2 separate regions of the Mus musculus genome follow, and region 1 is linked to region 2. The links are chromatin contacts, called in public Hi-C maps. All regions are on one chromosome and are shown on one strand. Each heading gives the region's core, a stretch centred on a gene start, on an enhancer-like site or on the middle of the called end of the contact. The rest is flanking DNA. Distances are from core to core; before and after follow the strand shown.

The links. A called contact is a pair of places that touch in the nucleus more often than the background predicts.
Region 1: a contact with region 2 is called in a Hi-C map of pre-B cells, with 9 times the contacts expected there. The contact joins two enhancer-like sites. A contact is called at or near these places in 1 of 484 Hi-C or Micro-C datasets (pre-B cells) and 1 of 115 datasets of contacts at active chromatin or transcription factors (pancreatic cancer cells).

What each region holds. Positions count from the first base shown.
Region 1 is chr2:164,518,724-164,525,594 of GRCm38.p6, forward strand. No RefSeq gene overlaps it. Among named protein-coding and RNA genes, the nearest start is that of Pigt, 25 kb to the left of the region's middle. Within about 2 kb of position 3,793, at least 218 of the 459 cell types and tissues checked have an H3K27ac peak or open chromatin away from gene starts, as enhancers often do. A contact at or near this core is called in pancreatic cancer cells and pre-B cells, where this site is marked.
Region 2 is chr2:163,592,308-163,599,470 of GRCm38.p6, forward strand. No RefSeq gene overlaps it. Among named protein-coding and RNA genes, the nearest start is that of Ttpal, 6.4 kb to the right of the region's middle. Within about 2 kb of position 3,719, at least 49 of the 459 cell types and tissues checked have an H3K27ac peak or open chromatin away from gene starts, as enhancers often do. A contact at or near this core is called in pancreatic cancer cells and pre-B cells, where this site is marked.

The DNA of each region.
Region 1 (6,871 bases), core at 2,543-5,042, 930 kb after region 2:
ACAGCGAGGAAACCCAAGGAAGGCAGGGCCAGACTTTGGGAGAAGAGAAAGAAGTTACATTTCCCAGAGTGACCCAGAATGCTCAGCTCACAGTGGCAACCCCACTGTGACTGACCACTTGGGCTGTCTTATCTACCATTTTTTTTTTTAATACTGTGAATGACAGTTCCTGGAAAGAACTGCACGTTCCTTGGAGCCTTCTGCAAGGCTGATGAGCTGCTCAGAGCCGCAGTGATGTGGAGCAGTTGGAATGTGGCGAGTCCAGAATCAAGCTATCCTGGGGCATCTTTTTGCTCCCTTTATGGCCGTTCATTATACTCCTCTGCATATGACTTAACAACTTTGTGACCATTAGGTAAATCCTTTGGAATGTATGAATAGATCTCTACCTTAGCTTCCAACCAACCAAAGGGCAAAGAATGGCAGCTGATAGCATCTGAGGCCTATGTGGTTTCCCCTGCTTTGCCGTGACCCCCTTACCTAGTGTTCTTACCAATGCCTTTGCAAGTGCTTTGATTTATGACTTTGTTTGTTCTGTTGCTATAAAAACGTCATCGGACGGTTACCACATTCTGTGACTGGCCCCCAGAACTTAGCACAACTGACACCATAGTAGAGGCGCCATACTGATCTTAAAACCTAGCACATAGGCCTCCCAAACCTGCCAAAGTCGGAACAAAGACCTAATCCATCAAAGACCTGGCTCATTGTTCAGAAAAGTCCCTAAAAGAACTAACCTTGCTTTCTGGCTGGCTGAAGTGTGACAACCTGGATGATGTAATGTTGTGCATAAAAGACCCAGCAAGGGCTGTTAGAGTCGGGCTGCATGGTTTGGGCAAGTGGTTTGTGCAGCTGCCAGCCAGCAATAAAGACTACTTTTCAGCTTTAAGAGTGTCCATATGGGGGCTGGAGGGATGGCTCAACAATTAAGAGCACTGACTGTTCTTCTGAAGGTCCTGAGTTCAAATCCCAGCAACCACATGGTGGCTCACAACCATCAGTACAGCTACAGTGTACTCATATACATAAAATAAATCTTTAAAAAAGAGTGTCCATATGGTAGTCTCTGGTGGGCTTGCCTTGTAACAGTTGGATCATGGAGTTTGGGGTATCCCAAATCTGTATTGTTGGCTCTATAATAAGGTAATTTTCTTCCTTCCTTCCTTCCTTCCTTCCTTCCTTTCTTTCTTTCTTTTTTTTTTTTTTTTTTTTTTTTGGTTTCTCGAGACAGGGTTTCTCTGTGTAGTCCTGGCTGTCCTAGAACTCACTCTGTAGACCAGGCTGGCCTCAAACTCAGAAATACACCTGCCTCTGCCTCCCAAGTGCTGGGATTAAAGGCGTGCACCACCACCGCCCAGCTTGCTCGCTCTTTCTTTCTTTCTTTCTTTCTTTCTTTCTTTCTTTCTTTCTTTCTTTTTTCTTCCTTTCTCTCTCTCTATTTCGTTCTCCCTTTTTTTTTCTTCGAGACAGGGTTTCTCTGTATAGCTCTAGCTGTTCTGGAACTCACTTTGTAGATCAGGCTGGCCTCAAACTCAGAAATCTGCCTGCCTCTGCCTCTGCCTCCTGAGTGCTGGGATTAAAGGCGTGCACCACCACGCCCAGATTTTCTTTCTTTCTTTCTTTCTTTCTTTCTTTCTTTCTTTCTTTCTTTCTTTCTTTCTTTCTTTCTTTCTTTCTTTCTTTCTTCTTTTCTTCTCTCTATCTCTCTTTCTTTCTTTTCTTTCCTTTCTCTTTCTTTCCTTCTTTCTTCCTTCCTTCCTTCCTTCCTTTCTTTCTTTCTTTCTTTCTTTCTTTCTTTCTTTCTTTCTTTCTTTCTTTCTTTCTTTCTTTCTTTCTTCTCCTCTTGCTCTTCTTCCTCCCCCTGAGACAAGGTTTCTTTATGTAGCCCAGGCTGTCTTGGAACTTGCTCTGTAGACCAGGCTAACCTTAAACTCAGAGATCTGCCTGCTGCTGCCTCCCGAGTGCTAGAATTAAAGGCAAGTGCCTCCATGCCCACATCTGCAAGGTCAGAACCTGCATGGAAAGAGACCTCAGAGGACTCTTACACATCTGTGAAGTAAGTGCTTCTGCTGAGCCTTTTGACCCCAGCAGCCAGAAGCCTGAGCCAATGAAGAGCCAGGCAACAGATGTGACCCTGCCTCCTCTCCTTCCTCACTCCTCCCCAGTCACACCAGTTCCCCTCAGCTTAAGTTTGGAAAGTCTTGTCAGCCCTCTGGCCACACAAGAGCCTGGCCAGGTCAGGAACAAGGCTTGCTTCTGCTCTGACGCTGCATCAGTTCTTGTCCTTTTGCTCACCCTAGTGGCCGGGAAGGGTGACACCAGCAACCCATGGCTCACCTCTGTGGTCAGAAAAATAAGGGTGCTTCTCTCCTGGGCTGATCCTGCAATCTCTGCTCACTCTTTATCCATGCACATCTTGTAGGCAGGACAAACTGTAGGCCAAAGGTTTCGTGGGTGGGTTGGTGTCCCCACCATCCAGTGGAAGTCATGCGTGGCTACAGGAAATGGCTGTTTCAGGTTCCATATCCCCTATTGATATGAGCCCCCCACCCCCATAGATTCCTGGGAGTTTCGTAGGAGACAGGGGAAGGAGGGGAAGCTGAAATCGGGATGTAAAATTAAAAATTAATTAATTAAAATAAATAAATGAAATGAATAATAGAAACGAGGATGCTTCTTGGACTCAGGAGGCAAGGGGAGAGCTTGGGGAGAGTCAAGCTCTATCTGGATATTTAAACTTTTAAATATTTAACCCATCCATCAATTAACTTTGAAGTGTATTCTTTCTCTGTAGCCTAGGCTGGAGAGGCCTGCAACCCTGCTTGCTTTAGTCTCCCAAAGGCTGAGACTCTTAAGTGTGTACCACCAGTTCCAGGTTCTCCCTGGACTTTTCCTGGAGAATCAAGAAGTTTTAGCTCTAAGGACACTTCAGGACTCTAAGAAGTTTATCTAATCAAGCACTCCTCAGAAAGCCTAGGAGGACCCCCAGCTTCCATCCGAGGCTGTCTGTATTCTTTGTCGCTGCCCTTCCCTGGCTGCAGTCCCTCCCTTGAACCTCACTGTGGTATGATAGAAAATAAAACAAAACAAAAGAGAAGAAAAACAAATATTCGAGCTCTGTCACCAGTTCCCAGAAAGGTTCTCCAGGGACTCGCCGCATTTACTGGTTTGCATATGCTAATGAGATGACTCAAAGCTGGAGCTGAAGAGCCTCCGGATGTGGGCTGGTTGCTGAAAACCCGCAGACAGGTGGTTAAAGCTTTAGCAATTTCAACCCCGCCCTTCATAATCTCCAAAGAAGCCCTGGACTCCTGAGATGGAGTTCAATTACCAATAGCCAATGAGGGACGCAGTCATACCTACGTAACAAAACCTCAGTAAAGCCCCTAGCTTGTGGGTTTGGAAAACCTCCAGGTTGGCAAACACAACCCTGTGGTTGGAGGGAGGCGCTCCCTGGAGACACCGTGGGAGCTCCCTTGCCCCGTGCGTCTCTACATCTGGACTCTTTTAGAGTTGTGTCCTCTAATTGTAACCTAGACACTGAGCGAAGTGCCTTCCTGAATTCAGCAAGGGGATTATCAACCTGAGATGGCTTGTGGAACCCCAACTTTTAAATACTCAATAGTCAAAACTAAGACTAGCCCCTGGTACTCACAGTGGTACCTCGTAAAAGCATCTGGCTTGCCAGTGGCTCAGTTTTCATCACCCAAGGCGGCAGAACTGTGTGGCGGCCACTACCTCAGAGACTGAGAAGAGTCTTAGAAGAGTCTGGCGGTTTCCAGCTGCTTCCTGAGCCCTTGGGCTGTGGGGTGGAGCCTTTGGCCGTGCATGGTGGCACACGCCTTTAATCCCAGCACTACAGGAGCCGTGGGAAGGAGCTAGTGAGCAAGCTGAGAATGGGGTTCGGTACTCTAAATCCAGGGACCTGCCTGGAACAGTTTTCTTTGGTGTGACTTTATTTAAAAGTGGAACCTAATGATGACAGAAGTCCCAAAGCCACAATCTCATAAAAAGCATGGATTTCAGTCCTTACAAAAATAGGACATCTTCAAAATTCATGGCAACCATTTCCCCAAGGCAATAACTGTTCCTTTAAAAGTATCGATCTGCTAAGGCTGTGTCATGTCTGTGTTCTATAAGTACTTATTCGCTTTTTAAAAACCTATCACTCGTGTGTATGCCTGTGCAATGTGAATGCATGTGCATTGTAAAGCACAACTCTGAACGTTGTAGTGGCAATTTTTTTTTTCCAGACTGTCCACAGCAGCTGATTGTGATTTGCCTCGTGCTCTAGCAAGGGCAGAATTTTTCCAACTGTAGATAGTTTCTGCAATTGTGTGATATTTGGAATTCTAGAGCCCCAGTAGGTGGGGTGGTGGGTTGTTGGTTGGTTGCTTATGGTTGTTGTTGGTCTCAGTTTGTTAAGTAGTCATACACAAAGAAAAAGAAAGAAGAAATCGGATATCCTGAGGGCAAGGATGAAACTTCCTCCAAGGAACTCCACATCCCAATCAGCAGGAAGTAGTCTAATGGTAACATCACACCCTTTTTCTTCTATCCTGTTTTCTCTCCCCTCTAGTGTTAAGGAGTTGAAAGGGTGGGAAAGGGGTGAAGGGTGAAAGAAAGAAGAACCCATAAAGTAGCAAAGGCTACAGAAGATTCATTCTCCTTTCACTGTGTGCCATGGGAGTCAAGCCCAAGTTGTTCAGTGTGGGAAGCAGGTGCGGCTGCATGGGCCAAGATGGCACTCTGGCCCATTGCCAGACCCCGTGAACCCCGCATGTTTACTGCCTTGCCTGAGCATGCGCAGTGAAAAAGCATGCATATTCCTCGTGATCCGGATCTGTCAGCCTATCTGTGACCTACCTGAGCTCGTGCCTGGTGTGTGTGTGATTCTGATTGGATGAGGTGGTGTGGAGCAAGATGAGGTCAGTTGCCGTGAGTATAGGAGAATAGCCCTTGCTGCAAGAAGGAGGAGTAGAAGAGGCTGCTGGGGAAAGAGCTGTAAGGGGAAAAGCACCAAGTAAAGAAGTTGCTGCGTGAACCCGCCTTGGTGTCTGTGTCGTTCTTATCTCTGTGGGTCAGAGACAGTGGCAAGTGGTGGCCCGTACAGGGAACTCATCGTGTTGGTCAGCAACAATGGTAAGTAAAGAAGCCTTTGAAGTTTTTGGTAAGAGCAGCGGTAGGAAAATTTTGGTAAGAGCAGCGGTAAGGAAATCTTGGTAAGCAGCGGTAAGTAAAGACAGGCTTCCCAGAAAAAAGGGGATGGAGCATTAAGGTTCTCAGGAATACAGACGAAGGGAATTAAAGAAAGCACAGGTCTGTCAAGTTCCCGGGGGTGGGGGTGGGGCGGGAGGGACGAAGCATTAAGGATCTCAGATATAGAGACAAAGGGAATTTCAGCACGGGGAAATTTTGGTAAGCAGCAGTAAGGAAATTTTGGTAAGCAGCGGTAGGTAAAGAAAGCATAGGCCTGACAGGTTCCCCGGAAAAAAGGGGACGGAGCACTAAGGATCTCAGATATAGAGACAGAGGGAATTTAAATGATATGGGTTCAACTGCGACTAAAATGAAAGTAAAAATGTTAGTCATCTGGAACTTGGTCAGGGCGTGCTTGAGGGATGCCAGTGGAAAGTACAATGCTGAAATAGAGGAAGGAGCAGCTGCACTTGAGGAGGCTAAGGAGATTGCACCTCAGGCTAGCCGCCGAAAACCTAAACAGCTTAGACAACAAAACAAAGATAAGAAAGAGAAAAAGGAATCTAGCTCTGAAGGGCCTACTAGTGACAGCGACGGGACTGATGGTGACAGTGATGTCTATAGTCGGATGTTCCGCTGGAGTTTGAGGCACAGTAGGTCGCCCGAACCATCAGCCCCTCCATTGCCTTCTCCTCTCCCCTATAAAGATGAGGGAGACAAAAGGGGAAAGCGTAGTCTTCATGTAAACGTCTGGAAAAATGTGCCTGCCATTTGCGGGGGCCTTCCCAGTATTTCAGGACCAACAGGGGCAACGGTATCATGAACCCCTGGATTGGAAGGTTGTACAAAGATTGAAGGAGTCAGTTTCGACTTATGGGGTCCAGGCTGCCTTTACTGTAACTCAGCTTGAGTCCCTACAGCGGTACTGTATGATATCTTTTGATTGGCAGAACCTCTGCAAAGCCGTTCTTTTGGGAGGAGGTTATTTAACATGGAAGACTGCTTATATTGAGCATGCCATTGAGCAGGCTGTGGCTAATGCTGCCCCTGGACTTCCCAATGCAGCCTGGAATATAAACATGTTAATGGGGCAAGGGAATTTTGCCAACAGTCAAACAGGTTATCCTATACAGGTTTATGAGCAGATTAATAACTGTGCTCTTAGAGCTTGGAAGATGCTATCAGGCACTGGAGACCTTGGGGCCAGCTTGTCTAAGGTGATACAGGTACCCAATGAGAAGTTTGCAGACTTCCTAGCACGACTAGTGGAGACATCCGGGAGAGTATTTCCGGATGTTGATGCTGCAATGCCACTGGTCAAGCAATTAGCCTATGAGCAGGTCATTAAGCCCTGCAGAGACGCCATACACCCTTATAGGAGCAAACCACTGGATGTATGGCTAAAGGTTTGCCGAGATGTGGTGGACACTCCACTGACCAACCAGGGGTTAGCGGCAGCTATAGTTCAGGCTCAAAGGCAGACTCCTCGTCAGGGTGGACGGCAGGGGGGATGCTTTTCTTGCGGGCAGCCAGGTCATTTCAAGTGAGACTATCCTAATAAAGGAAGACAGGAGATTCAGACAGGCGTGCGGCAGCCCAAGTTATGTCCTCGCTGTTGCAAAGGAAATCATTGGGCCAGAGAATGTCAATCCAAGTGGGATGTAGATGGTCA
Region 2 (7,163 bases), core at 2,469-4,968:
CTGGAGTGCCCCCAAGTGTTCACATTTTGTCATTACACCCTGGGGACAGCAAAAGCTACTATTTTCACCCAAACCTATAGTCTTTCTCTGAAAAAATGTGTAGTATGCACAATTTGGTGAATTTCATTGTGATTTTTCATATATATATTGTATTATATTATCATATATATACATATGTATTATATTATCATGTATTATATTATCATATATATTGTATCATATTATATATATGTCATATACCTGTTATATAGTATATATCATATGTGATATATTATATCACTGTATATTATTATATATTATATGTTATATATTATATATCATTGTGCTTTGACTGGGCCACCGCTCCTCTTCTCCCTCCTTCTCACTCCCCCATCTCTTTTCACCCCACCTGGATAATTCTCCTACTTTCATGTCTTATTGCTTGCATATATGTAGTTAAGTCTAGACTCTATATTTAACAAAAAACAAAAAACAATATTTTGGGGCCAGAGAGATGGCTCAGTGGTTAAGAGCACTGACTGCTCTTCCAGAGGTCCTGAGTTCAATTCCCAGCAACCACATGGTGGCTCACAACCATCTGTAATGGGATCCAATGCCCTCTTCTAGCCTGCAGATGTACATGCAGATAGAGCACTCATATAAAATAAATAAATCTAAATGATAAAAGAAGAGAAAAAGTGATGTTTTCTTTTCTCTTTCCTATTTATGTTTATGGGTGTTTTGCCTGCATATATGTCTGTGTACCACATGTGTGCCTGGTGCCCAGAGTTCAAAAGATCCCCTAGAATTGGGCTTACAGATGGTAGTGCATTGCCATGTAGGTGCTGGGAGCTGGTGCTCTTAGCCACTGAGCCATCTCTTTAGCCCCTCCCATTCCTCCTTCCTCTCTCTTCTTTCATGTCCCATACACACTATATAGTATGCTAATTATATTTAAATGTGTATCCCACATTTTAAAAAAGCGTATGCTCTTTGTCTTTCCCAGTCTTTTCACTTACTGTGAGGGTCTCGAATTCCATCCATTTTTCTACAAATGACCTAATTTTATTCTTTTGGGGGAAGGAGCTCTTTTTTGTCATTTGGGTTTTTTATTTCTTTGAAACAAAGTTTCCTGTAGCCCAGGCTGTCCTTGTACTGGACATGTAGCTAAGGATGGCCTTGGCCCTCTGATCCTATCTCCAACTTCCCTGGAGCAGGGATCACAGCATGGGCTGCCTGGAGGAACTCAGGGCTGAGGATGTAGCTCAGTTAGTACAGTCCTCACCTAGCCTGCAGGGAGCACAGGTTTTGATCTCCAGTATCCCATAAAATGGGACACAGTGGCACATGCCTGTGATTCCAGCAATCAAGAGGCGATCAGAAAGTCAAGGTTATCTTTTCATTATTCTTTACATTGGAATACAATTCCATGGTATATTTATGCGACCTTTCCTTTATCCCTTCATCTGTTGCTGCGTGCCCAGGCTAGTTCCATATCTTGGCTATAGTGCACCGGCATCAATAAACTTGTATAGCTTTCTGGAATGCTGACATAGCTTCCTCAGGATAGATATCCAGGAGCACTGTAGCTGGATGATGTGGGAGATCTATTTTTAGTATTTTGAGGAACCTGCATACTGATTTTCATAATGACTACAACAATTTACAAGCTTGAGATCTTGATTCCAAAGGGCAATTCTTTGCTTTTCTTTTGTCGCAAGGTTACATTAAAAAAAAAAAAAAAATCAAACCTACACTAACCCGATGGGTCCTAAGTCCAACCCCAGCCTTGCCACGGTACTCTCCGAGAAGGTGTCAGAGAAAACTCAGCCGGGAACCATTCTACCCGCTCTGGATTCAGGTGCCAAGGCAAATGTGATCTGGCTTTTTAGGCACTGCCACAACAGTGTCAAGGTGATATTACCTGGCCTTCAAAATACTTTCACCTTAACAATCAGCACAGTAGCTTACATCTGCTAGTCCAGCATTTGGGGAGTGGAGGCAGGAGGCTTAACAGTCCAAGATCAGCCTGGGTTCCGTAATGAGACCATGTCTCAAAACCAAAACCAAACCAAATCATATGGTAATAACTACAGTTAGTTCTTGGCAACCACACAGAGATGTGTGTATCTGCTTTTCCTCAGTGTTTCAGGCGACATGCAGAATGCATGTTATTTCATTATCTTCTCCTTTTCCCTACTATGATGAACTTTGGGGACCTCCTATGTAGTTAACATAGTGGGTCAGAAAGTGCTTAATTCAAAGTCACCAAGCCCTTGGAACCCCCTGTCTCTGCCTCCACTGCACAGGGTTACAGCTGCACACTACCTCGCCTGGCTTTTGTTTGTTATGTTTGTTGTATCGGTGTTTTGCTTGCATGAGTGTCTGTGCACTGTGCCCATGGAGGCCCAGAGAGGACATCAGAGCCGCTAAAACTGGAGTTACAGACAGTTGTGAGCTCCACATAGGTGGTGGGAAGGGAACCTGTATCTTCTGTATGAGCAACACGTGCTCTTAATTGTAGAACTCTCTCTCCAACCCTCGATTTTTGTTTTGTTTCGTTTCATTTTGTATTGTATTGTACTATGTAGGTGCTGGAAATGCAAACTCAGGTCTTCATGTTGGCATAGTGAGCACTTAGCCAATGGCGGCATCTTCCCAGCCCACACCTAAAATCCCTTTTTTAAAAAATGTATTCTGAAGCTGGGCAGTGGTGGCACATGCCTTTGGTCTCAGCACTCAGGAGACCAAGGATTTCTGTGAGTGAGTTCTAGGCCAGTCTGGTCTAGTCCCATCCTGTGTCTTGCTGTCTACCTTCTCCCTCCCTCCAGGAATCTTTTAGTTATCAGAGCCAAGCAGTGTCCTTCTTGTAGGCAGTCACTGCCCACGCTGGCATGTGGGAAACTGCAAGTACACTGTCCCTGAGGGTGGGCTGACCTTGACAGATGCAGGCACTTTCCAATGTCAGGCAGCAGCCCATTCCTCTCAGCCCTAGCTGTCCCAGCATTGAACTCCCATACTTAAGCTTTCCAAACAGCTCCTCTCTGCTTCTGTCCTCCCCAGGAGATGGCTGCTCTCCCCTCCCTTCCCTCCTCTCACCCCAGGAAGCCCTTGGGTAAACACAGGAATCGTAGGAAGGGGAGGGGCTTCTGTTGCTCATAACCAGATCTCAGCAGTGGAGAGTTTGGCCCTGTACCCTTGAAAAAAAACCTGCTGGCTACCCCAGGGGAGCTTTCTCCAACTTTGTACAAGTCACTTCCATCTTCCGGAACCTCACTTTTCACGTTTCTTCAGGAACTAGTCATCTGTATTCATTGGGCTGGTTGTGATGGTGTGTTCGACCTGGTGAATTTACAGAGCATCCTCAGATCTGACACGAGAGACCTCTCAGCACAGCCCTGCAATTCCTTCTCTGTGAGACCATTTATAAGCCGCCTGATCTCTCTGATTTTTCCCTTCCCCTTTTCCTTTCTCTTCCCTCATTTCAACAGGATTTCACTGTCACAGTGTAACCCCAAGCTGGCCTTGTAACTCCCTATATAGCTCAGGCTGGCTTCAAATTTGAGGTCTTCCTGCCTCAGCCTTCTGAATGCCAAGATGATGGACACTTGTCTCTGAGTCTGTTTGCCCAGCTGCCATATGGAATTCGGATCTGAGGCTGTTCCACTGTGCTCTGTTGAGTTAGTAGAGTACAGAGAGAATAGCACAGTGCCAGGTGTGTGGTCAGAACTAGGTCCAGGCGCTGTACTAGAAGGAGAGGTGAGTGTCTGGGCTGGCATTGATGGAGAAGGGGTGGGATATCTCCTATCCCTGCCGCATCTCCGTTTCAGGACATGTTTTGGAAAATATTCAGTCTGGCTAGGATCCAAAGCCCCTGGGAACAGACAGGACATCCTGTCCCTCCAAGCAGCCGTGCTGACTCAGGAAGATCAATGTGTGACCACAAAAACACAGCTGGTTCTGACCTCTTCTGGGAAATCTACCCGGCCAAACCCATTCAAAGACCCGGATCCTTCCTTCTAGGGCCTGAGCCTGGGCTCTTGAGCAGAAGGTGGCATGCAGAGAAAGAAGACTCTGGCACTTGAGGCATGCCAGGCCAGGGGGTCACAGGCTTCACACGACCCTATGATTGAAGTCAGAGATCTCTCTTGTGCTTGCCAAGCCTCCGGCTTCCCCCAGCCCAGGTTTGGACATTTTTCCAGCCAAGCTGGGCTCCAAACCACTAATTGGGCAACTGTTGACCTCAGAGTAAGTCAGCCCCAGCAAGAGAGATTGTTGAAGCGCATGGGATGTTTTGTTCCTTAGAATCCCAAGAATTAGAGTGAGTCCTCCTCATCCCACAACTCTAGCGCCCAACCCCTCACGGCCATTTGCTTGTTTTGTAACTCGGGCAGGTTCCTCTGCCTCTCAGAGCTCCAGCCTGCTCCCCTCCCCAAGAGAACCCATAGGGGCAGGTGCCCAGTAAGGGAAGTTATTACTGCAAATAGCACTCACTGAATGCCAAACCTAACAAAGTGTGGGCACAGCGTACAAGAGGCCCTAGTTCAATCTGCAGCTCCTCAAACAATTGCGCTAATAAAGGAGGCCCCACTTCTTCCTGAGAACCTCAGTTAACAGACGCTCAGAGAGGGGAGACATTTGAACAGTTGGTGACACAGTTAGCTGCTCAGCCGGAGGAGGGGCTTGCAGCCAAGTCTGGTGGCCTGAGTTTGATCCTCAGGACGTACAAGGAAGAGAGAGAGAGAGCCCATTTGCTAAAAAGTTTATCTCTGGCTTCTACATGTGTACCATATGCCACTTGAACACACATATCACACACACACACAGATACACAATGAATGAATGAATGAATGAATGTAAGTTTTAAAACAAGTAACAACAAAACAAAACAAAACCCCAAAATACTTTATCAGCTGCTTGTGGTCACATGTAGTTTCTTTGAGCCTTGTAAAAATGGAAATGAAAGATATGAGCATTGTGAGGGGCCCACTGTCCTAGATGATCTGGGACCCATGGCTGGCAGACAGTAGGCCCTGGGAAGCACTGAGCATTTATTTCTAACCATGCTGGTAATGTTTCCACAACCATAGAGCTAAGTGTTTCTGGTGAGTCAGGGGGACTGATTTAGTGAGTGCCTACTATGTGTCTACTTCTACCAGAAACCACACCACCTGAGTGCACACACGCATGCACGCACAAACACACACACACACACACACACACGCATTCGCGTGCAAATGTACACATGTACTTAGAGAGGTAAGCAGTTTGACTTTAACTTTTTAAAAACTTGATTTAAAAAACCAAAATGGAGCCGGGCGTGGTGGCGCACACCTTTAATCCCAGCACTCGGGATGGTCTACAAAGTGAGTGCCAGGACAGCCAGGGCTACACAGAGAAACCCTGTCTCGAAAAACCAAAAAAAAAAAAAAAACCAAAATGGATCCAGAAATTCACGTTACATTTGGAGCTTAAAGAGAAGGCTCAAGAATGAAAAGCACCTGCTGCTCTTCTAGAAGACCTGGGATCTACCAGCACCCACGTGGTAGCTGTCAATCATCTACATCTCCAGCTCCAGGAAACCCAGTGCCACCTTCTGGCCTCTGAGGGTGCTGCATGGGCATACATGCAGGCAAAACACCCACAGGCAGAACATAAAAATAAAAAAATCTTTTTAAAAATGTCAAGACAAGCATAACAGTCATAACTGTAACCACCTTGGAGGTATGATAGGAGAATCAGGAATGCGGGGTCATCCTCAACTACATGTTAGTTCAAGATAGTCTGCGACACATGAGTATATCTCAAAAGCAACAATAATGACAATTAAATAAAAAAAAAATAGAGGGTCCAGCAAGATAGTTTGATCAGTGGAGATGCTTATTGCCAAGTCTGTGGACCTGGGCTTGACCTGGACTTGACCTGGGCTTGACCTGGACTTGACCTGGGCTTGACCTATGTTGGTAGAGAACTAACTCCTGTGAGTTGACCCCTGACCTCCACAAATGCACTGTGGTATGTGTGTGCTAACACACACACACAAAATAAGCAAACATAATTTTGAAAGAATATAGTTTGTTGTAGGGTGTATCGCTCATATCTGTAGTCGCAGAACTTGGGAGACAGAGGCAGGAGAACTGCTGTAAGTTTGAAGCTACCATGTTCTACACAGTGAGTTACAAGCTAGCCAGAGCTACAGAGCAAAACCCTGTCTCAAAAACAGGGGTGTAAATACCTGTGAGCTGCATGAATATGCTTATACATTGCTTTTAAAAAGAAAATAGTCCCTTGAGTCGTGCCACCATCTCCAATATAGACAGCTGAAGTAGATACAGCTGGAGACAGCTCTGGTGCTCCAAGCCATTGTGGCACACTGGCAAGGAAGCTCAGAGAGGCCAGGATGCAGGGAAAGCTGACCTTTGGTGACCTTCTGATCTGGAGCGGGTGATCACAGCTAGCAGACATTCCGAGTCCCAGTGGACCAGATCTCTGGACATCATTCCTTGGAGTTCCCAAGGGGCCCCTGCACAAGGCTCACAGCTCTCCTTGTGCACATGGCAACGGGTCCTTTCAATGTGATGTTCCAGATCGGTTACTTCTGGCTGTCCAAGACAGGCAACAATACAGAAACTCAAGTCTCTGCTCACCTATTTAATTGTAAACGTGGACAGCTTCTGGCCCTTCCTTGATCCAAGCCTGTCTTTCAACCTCTGAAACCAAAGAGACAAGCGTGGTATAGTCTCTAGAATGAAGTAAAATTTGCGACTACACTGACATTTGGACTTGACTCTCATCTCGGATCCTTTCTGAATTGGAATGTCCTATTCTGTAAAGACCATCTCTCCCATTGTTTTCAGTATAAGCATTATAAGGATATATATCTATATAGATATATATCACATATATATCATATATATTATATATCACATATATATTATATATAAACATATACAGAAGGATATATACATATATGGGTATATGTTACATATATACATGTATATTTAGATATATTATATGATATGAGCCTAGTGCCTCATTGTCTACAGCTGCTCAACATGAGAAAACTCTCCTGTTTTGTTTGTCTGACACCCTTCTGCCATCTCTAAACTTTCACTCAGGAAGGCTGACCATCCTCACCAAGCTCATCTCCCCCTACTGTCAGCATCTAGAAGTGCAGGCTGGGC